Regions from separate parts of the Mus musculus genome. Here regions 2 and 3 are each linked to region 1. A link is a contact called in public promoter capture Hi-C data. All regions are on one chromosome and are shown on one strand. The core of a region is the stretch at or near the end of the contact, and the rest is flanking DNA. Distances in the headings are between cores, read along the strand shown.

The links. Promoter capture Hi-C pulls out the DNA fragments that hold promoters and counts their contacts.
Region 2: a contact with region 1 is called in a promoter capture Hi-C map of embryonic stem cells, with 8 times the contacts expected there. A contact is called at or near these places in 6 of 39 promoter capture datasets (the 3T3-L1 cell line, the HPC-7 cell line, embryonic stem cells and 2 more).
Region 3: a promoter capture Hi-C map of hippocampal neurons shows a contact between it and region 1, with 4 times the contacts expected there. A contact is called at or near these places in 14 of 39 promoter capture datasets (the 3T3-L1 cell line, 3T3-L1-derived adipocytes, the HPC-7 cell line and 9 more), 1 of 484 Hi-C or Micro-C datasets (cerebral cortex), 2 of 130 datasets of targeted methods (the NIH/3T3 cell line and craniofacial prominence) and 4 of 9 other capture datasets (adipose tissue, embryonic stem cells, liver and 1 more).

The regions. Positions count from the first base shown.
Region 1 is chr19:21,470,526-21,474,097 of GRCm38.p6, forward strand. It overlaps Gda (guanine deaminase), which reads right to left and starts at 2,136. Exons shown (of 14, transcript NM_010266.2): 1 at 1,843-2,136. The coding sequence starts at 1,965.
Region 2 is chr19:22,232,152-22,236,017 of GRCm38.p6, forward strand. It overlaps a transcript of Trpm3 not described here and the pseudogene Gm22506. Among named protein-coding and RNA genes, the nearest start is that of Trpm3, 210 kb to the right of the region's middle.
Region 3 is chr19:22,302,213-22,306,072 of GRCm38.p6, forward strand. It overlaps a transcript of Trpm3 not described here. Among named protein-coding and RNA genes, the nearest start is that of Trpm3, 140 kb to the right of the region's middle.

The DNA.
Region 1 (3,572 bases), core at 886-3,385:
AAGTGTTTAGATAAATACGAAAATAACCAGTTTATCTTAGCAACCCTAAATGTCAAGCATGCCCTATTTAACATGTGGGAAATCAAATACTGAAATACATCCATCATGCTCTCCCTAAGCCCAGGGAAGGGGTAACTTACTGTCTTACACTCAGAAGGAGAGCAACAGCTAACAATCCAATGACAAAGGAGAGTTTCAGCTGTATATCTTGACTAGCCAACCTCTGTGGCTAATTTCTGGTTAATTTTGTCTCATGTGGGAAGGGCACACTCTGCAAACCGAGAGTCTCAGCACGCTCCCAGAGGAGTAGGCTCTCTGACTCAACCACTAATTGCATGTTCAGGACACACTTATTCTTCAGTATAAACTCAAGGAAAGATTAATTTTATGATAACTTACTTCCTTTTCTTACTTATTTCCATCATGCCCCCCAAATATACTGTTGCATCCATTACTTATTAGAATTGAGGGAATAGGAGATTAATTCCAAAAAGAAAGCTATGAGCTGAAAAGCTTCTATGGCCAAACTAGCATCTCCTCTCTCTCACCAGCCTCTCAGGCTCTGTATTCGGTTTCCTGGGACTTACACAGGGAGGAGTTAGTTCACTGAAGCTGAGGATCACAGCCCAAAGCGTGGAGTGGATATGTATGCAGGTCTCCAGGTTTACTGAAGTCTCTCCGTTAGGTGAGCTCTGAGAATGTTATCACCTTGGAAACGCAACATCCTGCTTCCCAATGTACCAACAACAACAACAGCAAAAAAAAAAAAAAATCAAGTCCCACAAGAAAACAAGATTGGGAGCCTGTGTGGTGGCTCAGCATGTAAAAAGTACTTGTCACCAAGGTGCTTGTCACCAAGCCTGAGGACCTGGATTCAGTTCCTGGAATCCATGGGGATTAAGGAGAGAACCAACAAAGAGAACACGTTGCTCTCTGACCACACATGCTACTTTGAGTATGTACACACACACACACATTTTTAAAAATCTTTAAGAATATCAGGTTTGGTTACTCCCAAATCTAAGTCATAATTCAGCATGGTCAATGACAGCATCTTCAACTTGGCAGACCACAGACTGGTATACTTTGAGAAACAATTAAAAATCCCATTCTGCCCCCAAAATGAAATGACTTCACTTATCAAACTGGCCAGGATGTTACTAATGTACACTGTCACCATCTGGGTGGACAAAGAAGTGCCAGGTATCAAAGGACACTTGTGGAAATCTAATTGTAGGGGGAGGGTATAAAAGCTATAATCATAGAAGGCATTTTGAACCTTAAAATGAAACCGTTTGTTTTGATTCAAATGGCTGTGTTGTGTGTGTGTGTGTGTGTGTGTGTGTGAGAGAGAGAGAGAGAGAGAGAGAGAGAGAGAGAGAGACAGAGAGACAGAGAAGACAGAGACAGAGACAGATTTTCCAGTTCTGTCCCTTCCAAGATTAAACTTGTGTAACATGTAGTGTTAATGCATTGTTTGATGAAAGAGCCTGCGAATGAGACCAGATGTTTTTGCTTATTCTACCTGATAAATTCAGCAGACAACACTAATCAACTGATCCCCACGCCACCCTGGTCAGCTCTGTCTCAAGAAATTCAACCACCTTTTCTAGGGATGCCTACAGTGCGGTGCGAGTACTGTTCCAGGCTTCTGGGATGTCATTCCGCCCTAGCCAGGTTACAAACCTAGTGATCAGTCAGTCTGCCTTCTCTAGAAGCCAAACGCTAAAGTTCAACTCTGGAGCCACCGTGCTCGCTCTACAGGAGCGAACCCTGAACGCGCAGTGCCTCGCCAGGGTCCCTCCACCTGTCCGCGGTGCGCGGGACCCGGTGCCCACTCACTTTGCCGCTGTCGCTCACGCCGAGGAGGTGATCGCGAAGCACCTCCATGGGGCAGGTCCAGGTGGAGTGGACGAAAGTCCCTCGGAAGACGAGCGCCAGCGGCGGCGTCCGAGCCGCACACATGGCTGCAGCAGGGCAGCGCGAGTTCACTGGCCAAGGAGGGCGCACCGGGCGGGCGCAGAGCGGTTCCTGCGGCTGCGGAGCGGGAGCTGCTGGCTCTTGGGGCTCGTTCTGCCCCCGCTTCCCCAGGCGATCGCCTGCCCCCTGCAGGCCGCGCCCAGGGGCTGGCTCCCTGCCTCCTGGATGCCAATAGGATTTTTCTCCTCTGAGTTGGCTCCAGCTCCCTTGGGGTGTGGCTTTCCTCCCCACCCCTGCGTTGGTTTTGGATGTGTTAACTCCTTGAGTTATCGAAATCAAGCCACTCTGACTTGCTTTCGTTGTGCACCTACACTGTCTTCTCTGAGCCTTCTATACTCCTAGGACCGTTCATCCCCTCAACTTGAGCACCAGAATTCTGAACTTGCATAAACGTGGTGACAGGTGAAAGGTCACTTTGAGCTGTACACCTTGTGGCCAGTTTCCTTTCCTGAGATTGAAGGATGCATACTATGTGTTCATTGTTTGCTGGGGTTCTGGAAGCTTGACTTATGTGGAACTTTACAGGGATCTCCAGCACCAAGGGTTAATCTAGATCTCAAAGTCCCTCTCTTCCACCGAGGTCAATATTTTAGTCCTTTTGCCCATCCACATACAATACCACGACTAACTTGTCTTGTGTCTGAGGAAACTAATTTTATTTATTCAGTTGTAAAAGAGGAGAAAATGAAGTTCCCAGCAGCTGAAGTACAAGGGTAGAAATCTAAAGACCACCTGCAAGCTACCAAACAGTCTGAGGTCTTCCATTCCTTTCATGAAATCAGAACCTGGGCCAAGTCACTACAAAACCTGTCCAGGTTCCCTCCCCCCACAACAGCCTCCAGCTCCTCGAGTTAGGTCCTGCAGGCAGGACTTTCTGGTTACCTTCAAAGTGTGGATCCCAGGTTTCCTCTGCTGCTCCCCACAGCAATGGGCTTGCTCTGAATCTAAATGGGGCAGCCTCTCTTCATTGCTTTGCCTTAAGTTGTAACTCCATGCAGTAACTGCCCCTGCCCAAGAGCTAACTTCCCCCTATCCAGAAGTTCCCGTCCCAGGAATCCATCCTTTTCCTTCACTGGTCATATCCATCCTTAAGAGTGTCATTTTCTCCCATATGTTTATTACCATTTCTTTTTAATGTTAATATTTTATTCCTTTGATCATTTTTTACAATGTATTTTGATCATATTTACTCACTACCCCCACTCTTCCTACTAAATTCCCTCCAGATTGTGTCTTCTATATGCAGGAAAACTGCACCATGTGATCTCAATAACATAGTAGCCTACACGAGGCTACACCTGAGCACTAACATTAGCTGACAATCAAGCTTGGTATCGGGAAATCCCACAAGACCTCTCCAGATGAAGTGCTACAGGCAATTAATGAGGGCTGAGAAGGCGAGTCAGTCTTTGTCAGGGATGAGCCCTGTAATTAGATATCTAGTACCGAATGGTCACATCTATAAACATATCCTTATGAACAATACCAAATGGACTTAAGTTGCATTTACATTTTTATGTATGTTTACAGGTAGTACATTGTGAGAATTTAAAGACGTAGATTGTCAGCAATGACTACCACCCTTAGAAAAT
Region 2 (3,866 bases), core at 1,365-3,864, 760 kb after region 1:
CCTTTCTGCACATCACTCCGTGTGTGTGTGTGTGTGTGTGTGTGTGTGTGTGTGTGTGTGTGCCCGTGCGTGTGTGCACTCTTGTGCCTATGTGGGTATGCCTCTTTGGTCCCATCTGTTCACTGCTGGAGGCCACCTTTTTATGTTGCATTTAAAATCCAGGGCAGAGATGCCTGGGTCCTCTCATTGTCAAGTTTAGATCTTCTACTATTATTTGTCTTTAAAAAAAAAATTATTAGGTATTTTCATCATTTACATTTCCAATGCTATCCCAAAAGTCCCTCATACCCTCCCCCCACCCCACTCCCCTACCCACCCACTCCCACTTCTTGGCCCTGGCATTACCTGTATTATGTGTTTTGAAGCCACTCTTTTTATCTCAGTCTTCTCCGATTTCATTGGCTCAGTGCTATCACTTCTTACCTTTTCAGAAAGCAAGTGTTCTTTGTTCTCTCTCTCTCTCTCTCTCTCTCTCTCTCTCTGTCCTCTTCCCTCCCTCCCTCCTCCCTCTCTCTCTCTCTTTCTTTCTTTCTGTCTGTCTGTCTGTCTGTCTGTCTGTTTCCTTACTTTCTCTTCATTTCTTATAAAAGTAACTTTTATTTACCTACTAATTGTTTTTTTTCCAGGGTTTGCTACCTCCATCTGTTAACCAGCCCTAGTCCTGAAAGCTTCTAGCTTCCATACAATCTAATCTAGGCCTAGAATATTTTTAGCCTGTGATACTTGCTGCTGAATAAGCTCACCCTTTCTAGTTTTTCTGAATTCTGGTTGGCTGGTGCAACTCAGCTGTTGGGGCTCAAACCCCTCTCCAAGCTGAAAGAGTCAATCTAGCTTCTCTCAGTTTCCCAATTGCTCTGGTTGTTCTCACACTAACTTTGGCAATCCGTTCTAACCTTCTGGCTCCTCGTGCTCTGGCTCATTCTGTCTTCACCTGTATCTAGCTTGTTCCCTCTCTGCAACCTGTCCCTGTAAAACTGTCTTGGTAAAGCTACTTCCTCTCCTTTTTCTCTCTGCCTGAACTGCTTTGTTAAGTAGCTCCCCTTTCCTCTCTCTTCTCCTGAGAGTTGGGCATATCCTATTCTGGCAAATCTTTATCTCATTCATCACTTTGTCTGCCACTCAATTAGACATCACTTTCAAACATAGTTGCTTCCTTCTATAAACTAACTTTACCTTGGTTGTTTGGTATTAAAGGTGTGTACTAAGTCCAGCCAGAGGGACTAAAGGTGTGTGCTAAGCATTGAGCCACACCACAACTAGAAATAGATATTTTTCAGGAAATAACACAATCCTGGGGTTCATAATGTGATCAAATATCCTTCAATAGTCTTTCATCCATCCATCCATCCATCCATCCATCCATCCATCCATCCTTTCTTTCTTTCTCTTTCTTCCTCCTTCTCTTTCTTCCACTGTCATCCTCCTTCTTCCTGGTTGGTTGCTGCCATAGTTTGTGTGACACTACTGCACCCATCGAGTTCTCACACTATGATGGTCATTGATGTGCTTCATGAAGACACTTCTTAGTATGTTTTACCTAGTAATATGTTTTTTAGTCTTTAACAACCAATATTAGCATTGAATTATTTGAAGAGTTTGAGCTTCTTGTTTATACATAGTGTTGGATTTACTGTGAAGCTAGTAGAGATTAATTAGCTCTCATGTCAAACCTTATATTTGTCCATTCTATTTACATTCTTAAAATATACTCCTGAATATGTGGGGAAACCAAACCGTTATTAAGCACTTGTTTAGTTATTGCTGAAGGCTTATAGATCAGGAGATACACAGATACAAAATGTTATCTATCTATAGGTCTATACATCTATCTAAAATAAAATTGGACCTAATAGGAAGACCCAAAATTGTACTGTTTTGGTTTCTTAACTTTTACGGCTCTTTAAGAATTTCACACCATGCATCCCAATCCCACTCATGTCCCCGTCCCTTCCTCCTCACCCTCTATCCTTGCAACCTCCCCACCAACAGAGAAAAAATCTCATTGTTGAAGCTATAATGTGTCACAGTGTGTCCCACAGTATATGGTTGTTCAAACTACTTTGCTTGAAAATATTCATTGTAATGACTTCTTGGTCTGGTACAAGGTCTCTGACTTCTCCTACTCTCTTGATCCTGGAACCTCACTGAGACTCCTCTCAGACATCCTGTTGTTACCCTTTATCATGAAGATCCTGTAGCTTTGCATCTGTAGGATCAGCCCCTTTATGCATTCTAGCAATTCATAGATGTTGGGTTGGCCAGTTCAAAGCCCTGGATCTGGCTGTGAGAGGTCTGAGCTGGTCAGAATGTCAGAAAGGTCAGAATGTCAGAATGCTGGCTCCCTTGCTCTACAGCCCTCAGGGCTAGCTCACCAGCAATCCCTGCAATCAGGGCCAACTCTATCCTGCTGTCCAGGTGAAGTGCAGCACTTGTTCTCCCTATTGTTGCAGCTGGTGAGGAACATGGCCAGTTCTTCCATTCTCATGACCCTAGAGCCAGCTTTCTTGCTTGCCATAGATGTCAAGGGACAAGTGGGGGGGGGGTAGATAAAGGCATCTCTCCCTTGTTCAAATCACTTCCCAGCAGACAAAAGGCAGGGCTGGCCTACCCATACTCACACCCTCAGCGATGGCTCCGATGGCTCACTTGTGCCCCAGTCCACCAGGCTCAGCTCTACTGTGCTATTCAGGAGAGGTTCAAGGCCTGCTCCCTGGAGTGTTGCAGCTGGCGAGGAGCAGGGAGCAGCTCTCCTGTCATCATGACCACAGGGCCAGGTCTCCTGCCTTCCACAGGTGCTGATGAAAAGGGTGAGGGGAAAAGAGGGCCAGATCTCCCATGCTTCTCCCCTCAGGAGTAACATGTGAGAGCTTGCTCTCCAAGTACTACAGCTGGCTAGTGGGGGAGTCAGCTTCTCCAGCTCTCATGCCTGCAGGCCCAGTTCTCTCACGATGCCCAGGTGAGAGGTAGGGTAAGTTCTCCACAGCCCTTTGGTGGTAAAAGACTCCTGCTGCTGCAGGGCCATGGATCCAGACCTGGACCCTGATGGCAGCTTAGGCCAAGACCCCACCATGGTCCCAGGTGGCATCACCAGCTACTCACATCAGGCAGTTCCTCACTACCCACGGGTCTCAACTTCTGCCTCTCTTCATAGTGCACATATTCTATGTCCTGCTTGTACATTATGTCCCTAGGAAGGGTCATCTCAGCCATGATCTGCCCCTCCCATTGAGCCTGCATGTCACCCAACTGGTGGTCATCTCAGGCCACCTCCCTGTCTGAGCCCCCTGGAACCAGACTGGTCATCAGCTCCAGCTTGGTGTTTTGTTTTGTTTTGTTTTGTTTTGTTTTGTTTTGTTTTGTTTTTCAGGGACTATTAGGCTACTAATCATTCAGGTGTTCGTAGGTCAGAACATTGAGGGGACAGAGCCCCTCTCCTTTCTGCCACCTACAGACTCATATGTGGCACTGAGCGGTTTTGTTTTCTTAAATGCACATTTAATTACATGCACAGTAATTAAATGAACAGATTTTAATTATGCCACTTGGTATTTGGGAGGTTCACTCTTGCTTTATGTGATAAGAGCTTATTCCTTGTAAGTGGTAAATAGTACTGTTTTTTTTTCCCATTTTTTATTAGGTATTTAGCTCATTTACATTTCCAATGCTATACCAAAAGTCCCCCATACCCACGCACCCCCACTCCCCTACCCACCCACTCCCCCTTTTTGGCCCTGGCGTTCCCCTGTACTGGGGCATATAAAGTTTGCGTGTCCAATGGGCCTCTCTTTCCAGTGATGGCCGACTAGGCCATCTTTTGATACATATGCAGCTAGAGTCAAGAGCTCCGGGGTACTGGTTAGTTCATA
Region 3 (3,860 bases), core at 934-3,433, 830 kb after region 1:
ATATAGCATCTTGTGTATTCCAATGCCACAGACATTCTTTGTCCTTTGAGTTAATGCTTTCCTCCTTTTCCTGTCCCAAAATAATATGGATTTTGTGTACCGATAGCATAATGATGCACAAACCGAGTCTAGACAGGCGGCCACGAAGGCTCACTGGTGTGTCCCTAAGCATAGAAGGGGAAGCCTGGGTACTGAGCCTTCCAGGCCACCATCCTGCTGCCTGTTTTTGACACTTGTACAATACACTTATTACTCTCAGACTCCTCACTTAGATAGTTAATCTCTAAAGGAGGAGAACTGTATTGTGGTTTCCATATGCTAATTATTTAATGTAAGTAAGGTTTGGGTTTTTTGGGTTTTTTTTTTTTTTTTTTTTTTTTTTTTTGTTGTTGTTGTTGTTTTGGTTTGGTTTGGTTTGGTTTTTCGGTTTTTCAAGACAGGGTTTCTCTGTATAGCCCTGGCTATCCTGGAACTCACCTTTGTAGACCAGGCTGGCCTCGAACTCAGAAATCCTCCTGCCTCTGCCTCCCGAGTGCTGGGATTAAAGGTGTGCGCCACTACGCCCGTTGGTTTTTTTTTTTTTTTTTTTTTTTTTTTTGTTGTTTTGTTTTGTTTTTTGGTGTTTTGTTTTGTTGTAAGTAAGTTTTTAAGAATAATCTCATTCAGCAAGTCGCAAATCAGTTCTTTACCAAGCACCTAATAAAAGACTGCTCGAAAAAGAAAGGTTTCTGGGCTCTGGGTGCACATTAGGGCAGGACAGAAGAGCCCCAGGTTAAGAAATCTGCCTCGCCCTAGAGAAGGATGGAGAGAGAGATTGAGTACAGGCACAAGGACTGGAAGTGGTGTCTGGGGAAGCTGAAAGACGTGACATTTGAGTTTTGAATTAAACATAGGAAAACCTGTGGGTGTGGTAAGAGCAACCCCCGGGATGTCGTGCGTGCGGAGAGAGGTTGGCAATCTGGAAAGCAGGAAGCAGGCTGTGTAGCTGTGATCCACAGTGGGGGGCGAAGAACGGGACTAGATCAAGTGTGAGAAGCGGGCAGTGAACGGATGATCTACTGCCTGCTCTCAGTAAGCCCCCTCCAGGAGGCACTGGGTGGAATTCATCACACAGGGCTCTGTTGCATCTCTGCTCTCCCCTCTGAAGGTTGTGGCTCCTGCTTGGGCTTATCTTCGAAAAATACAGCTTTCTTAGTCAAGTAAGCTCTGTCAGCTAGGGATGTAGGGAAGAAAATGTGTGCTAATAGTCTGGAGGCTCTGTGCAGAGATTTCCCCTAAGGAAGGGAGATGGACTGTGCAAAGTGAGCTTTGCACATGAAGGGCAGATCACAGCAAGATCCTGGCTGCTTGCAACAAACAGATTGCAGGAGCTTTGAATAAATTACACGCCCTCCCTCTGTTTGCTTAATGTGAATTACTATTGCTTACTAGCAACAAGTTGATTAGAAAACTATAAAAAAAAATGGTACCCTCAGACAGTCTAGTGACACCTTACACAGTTGCAGCGGCTCCCAGACCTCTCCTCCGTCCATCACAGGCCAATGGAAGTGCATTAGCATCTGCCACATCGTCAGACGTACTCAGGAATAGGTGTTTGGCCCTTGATCTGGTTGGTCGTAGATACCTAGGGGTAGATCTCTGGTGTGACTGTTACATTAGCAGAAATAGGATTTAGAGAAAAGTCACAGTTAGACTGTGTAATTTTTTGCCGTGGCATTATTTTCCTTTTGCAAACATGTAAGGCACTGTCTGAAATTCATGAAGCGAATGGGTTAATTTGCACCTGCAGAGTGATTGTCAAGCCAGCCTGGTGAGAGTTCTCACTGAATCTTGATTTGGAAACTCCAGCTGGGAAGGTGGGCCAGGGGACTCAGCAGGATCAAGTTCTATGCTGGGGAGAGAACCGGGGGAATTGGTGCTTAGCATCAACGAAGAAAGCCCTGCCTGGTGCCGGAGCACTTGAGATGGCTTGGCCCAAGCAGCTTAGGTATTATTCGATTTGGACTTAACAGCCCTGAGATGAAATGGCCTTTCATTCGACGTTGTTAAACAGGGACAAGCTGGGCCTTGCTTCACTTTTGAGTTTGCCAAGTAAATGGATTGCCGACCGCAGAGCAGTACAAGACATTTCTTCTGCACCCGTCTCCCAGTGGCAGCTTTTCAGCTGAGAGCAATACTGTCTTCACTCCCGAGTATACAGAAAGGAAAAGAAAAGGCGGGGGGCGGGGGGGGGGGGGGGGGGGGAATAGGCAACATATCTTTATGTAATGCTTCTAGCGCCCTCTCGTGGCTAGTTCTAAGAATGCAAGTCTGGAATGCTTTCTTGCAGAAGAATCTTGTCTACCCAGAACTGACAAAGGAGGAAGCTGGTATTTTAAACAAAAAAATGCAAAGTACCCATTTACGTCCATTTTACCAGCACACGATGTGTGGAACCGTTACTGAGTTCCTTCCTACCTCCTACACTTCATGAATCTTGGAAAATCTGCTTCTGTTTATGACTGATTTAAAATAAATTGGCATTAAGGAAACAGTAATAAAAATTTGAAAATTTCAATTTTTGACAATGAAAAATATTTTGAACAAAATTTTAATATGCACTATATGTAAATACAAAGTTCATGTGATTTCCAAGTATTTTTTCCTAATTAGAAGTTTGTCCGTTTTTTGCATCTTTTCCCAGAGGGAATATTCTCTTGTATTACTTAGCTGTGTGCACTGTTTAACCTATAGAACACTTAAAAGTTCTTACTGCATTTTATTATTTATTGTGTGTGCACATGTATGTACCTATGTGGCTGTGAATTCTGGGTGCACTTAGATCTGGTCCTTCCACTCTGTGGGTCTTGAGGATTGAACTCAAATCCTCAGGGTTGGCTGCAGTTGCCTTTAACCTCTGAGCCATCTTGTCAGTCTTTTAATGCACAATTTCTTAATAGCAAAATTAACCAGCACTTTCATGAGTGCAGCATTTGAGGAAGAGCATCTTCAGTTTCGTTTAGAAATGTGGGTGTTAACGGTCAAAACAGATGAGACTCATAATTAGAGACACTTGTGTTATAATCTAAGCCTGAAGACACAAAAGGTAGACTGCATCATCTATTGGGCAAACAGGTTAGTTCAATCTTGAAGTACAAAATAGCTAATAGACAGAAAGGCATTGGAAATTAAGTTTTTGAAATAAAGTAAATCACCAATTTTCTACTTTCTTCTGAATTAATGGCGTAATTCAGTGATATTGGTCAGTGGGAGCTCTCTCTGTCTCTGTCTCTCTCTCTGTGTCTGTGTCTCCGTGTGTGTGTGTGTGTGTGTGTGTGTGTCTGCATGTACAAGTGTGTGTAAATAAAAACTGTGTTACATAGACCATGGTGTTTCTCTAGTAGACAAGCTTCTAAATGATGGTGTAAAGACACACTGTGTCTCAGCAGATCATCCGTTAGACGGGATCCTTGGTCTGCTTGGTGCTGTCTTCTGTGTGAGGAGAACTCTCACCACTCAGCAGAAGTCTGAGTGGTGATGACTTGTAATAGAAACGGTTCTTCGAGAGATGAGAGGATTCATGAGGTGGCTGGACCAGGCTCCCCATCACTGGACCTGAACTACCGCTTGAACTAAACATACTTTTTTCAGACCAACAAGGCAGACTTTATAGATAAACTTCCACAGAACTGCATAAAGAATAAGAACTGTTGGGCTACTAACATGAATTAATGTCTTTATAGAGAAATACATTAATTTTGGTTTGATCGGTATTGTTTGTTTTGACTTAAAGTCTGAGGCTATAGCCACTCCTCCGTCTGCTATTGAGAGTCCTCAGGGTCTGACTAACAGATCATCATAACACACTTTTATGCATGTTT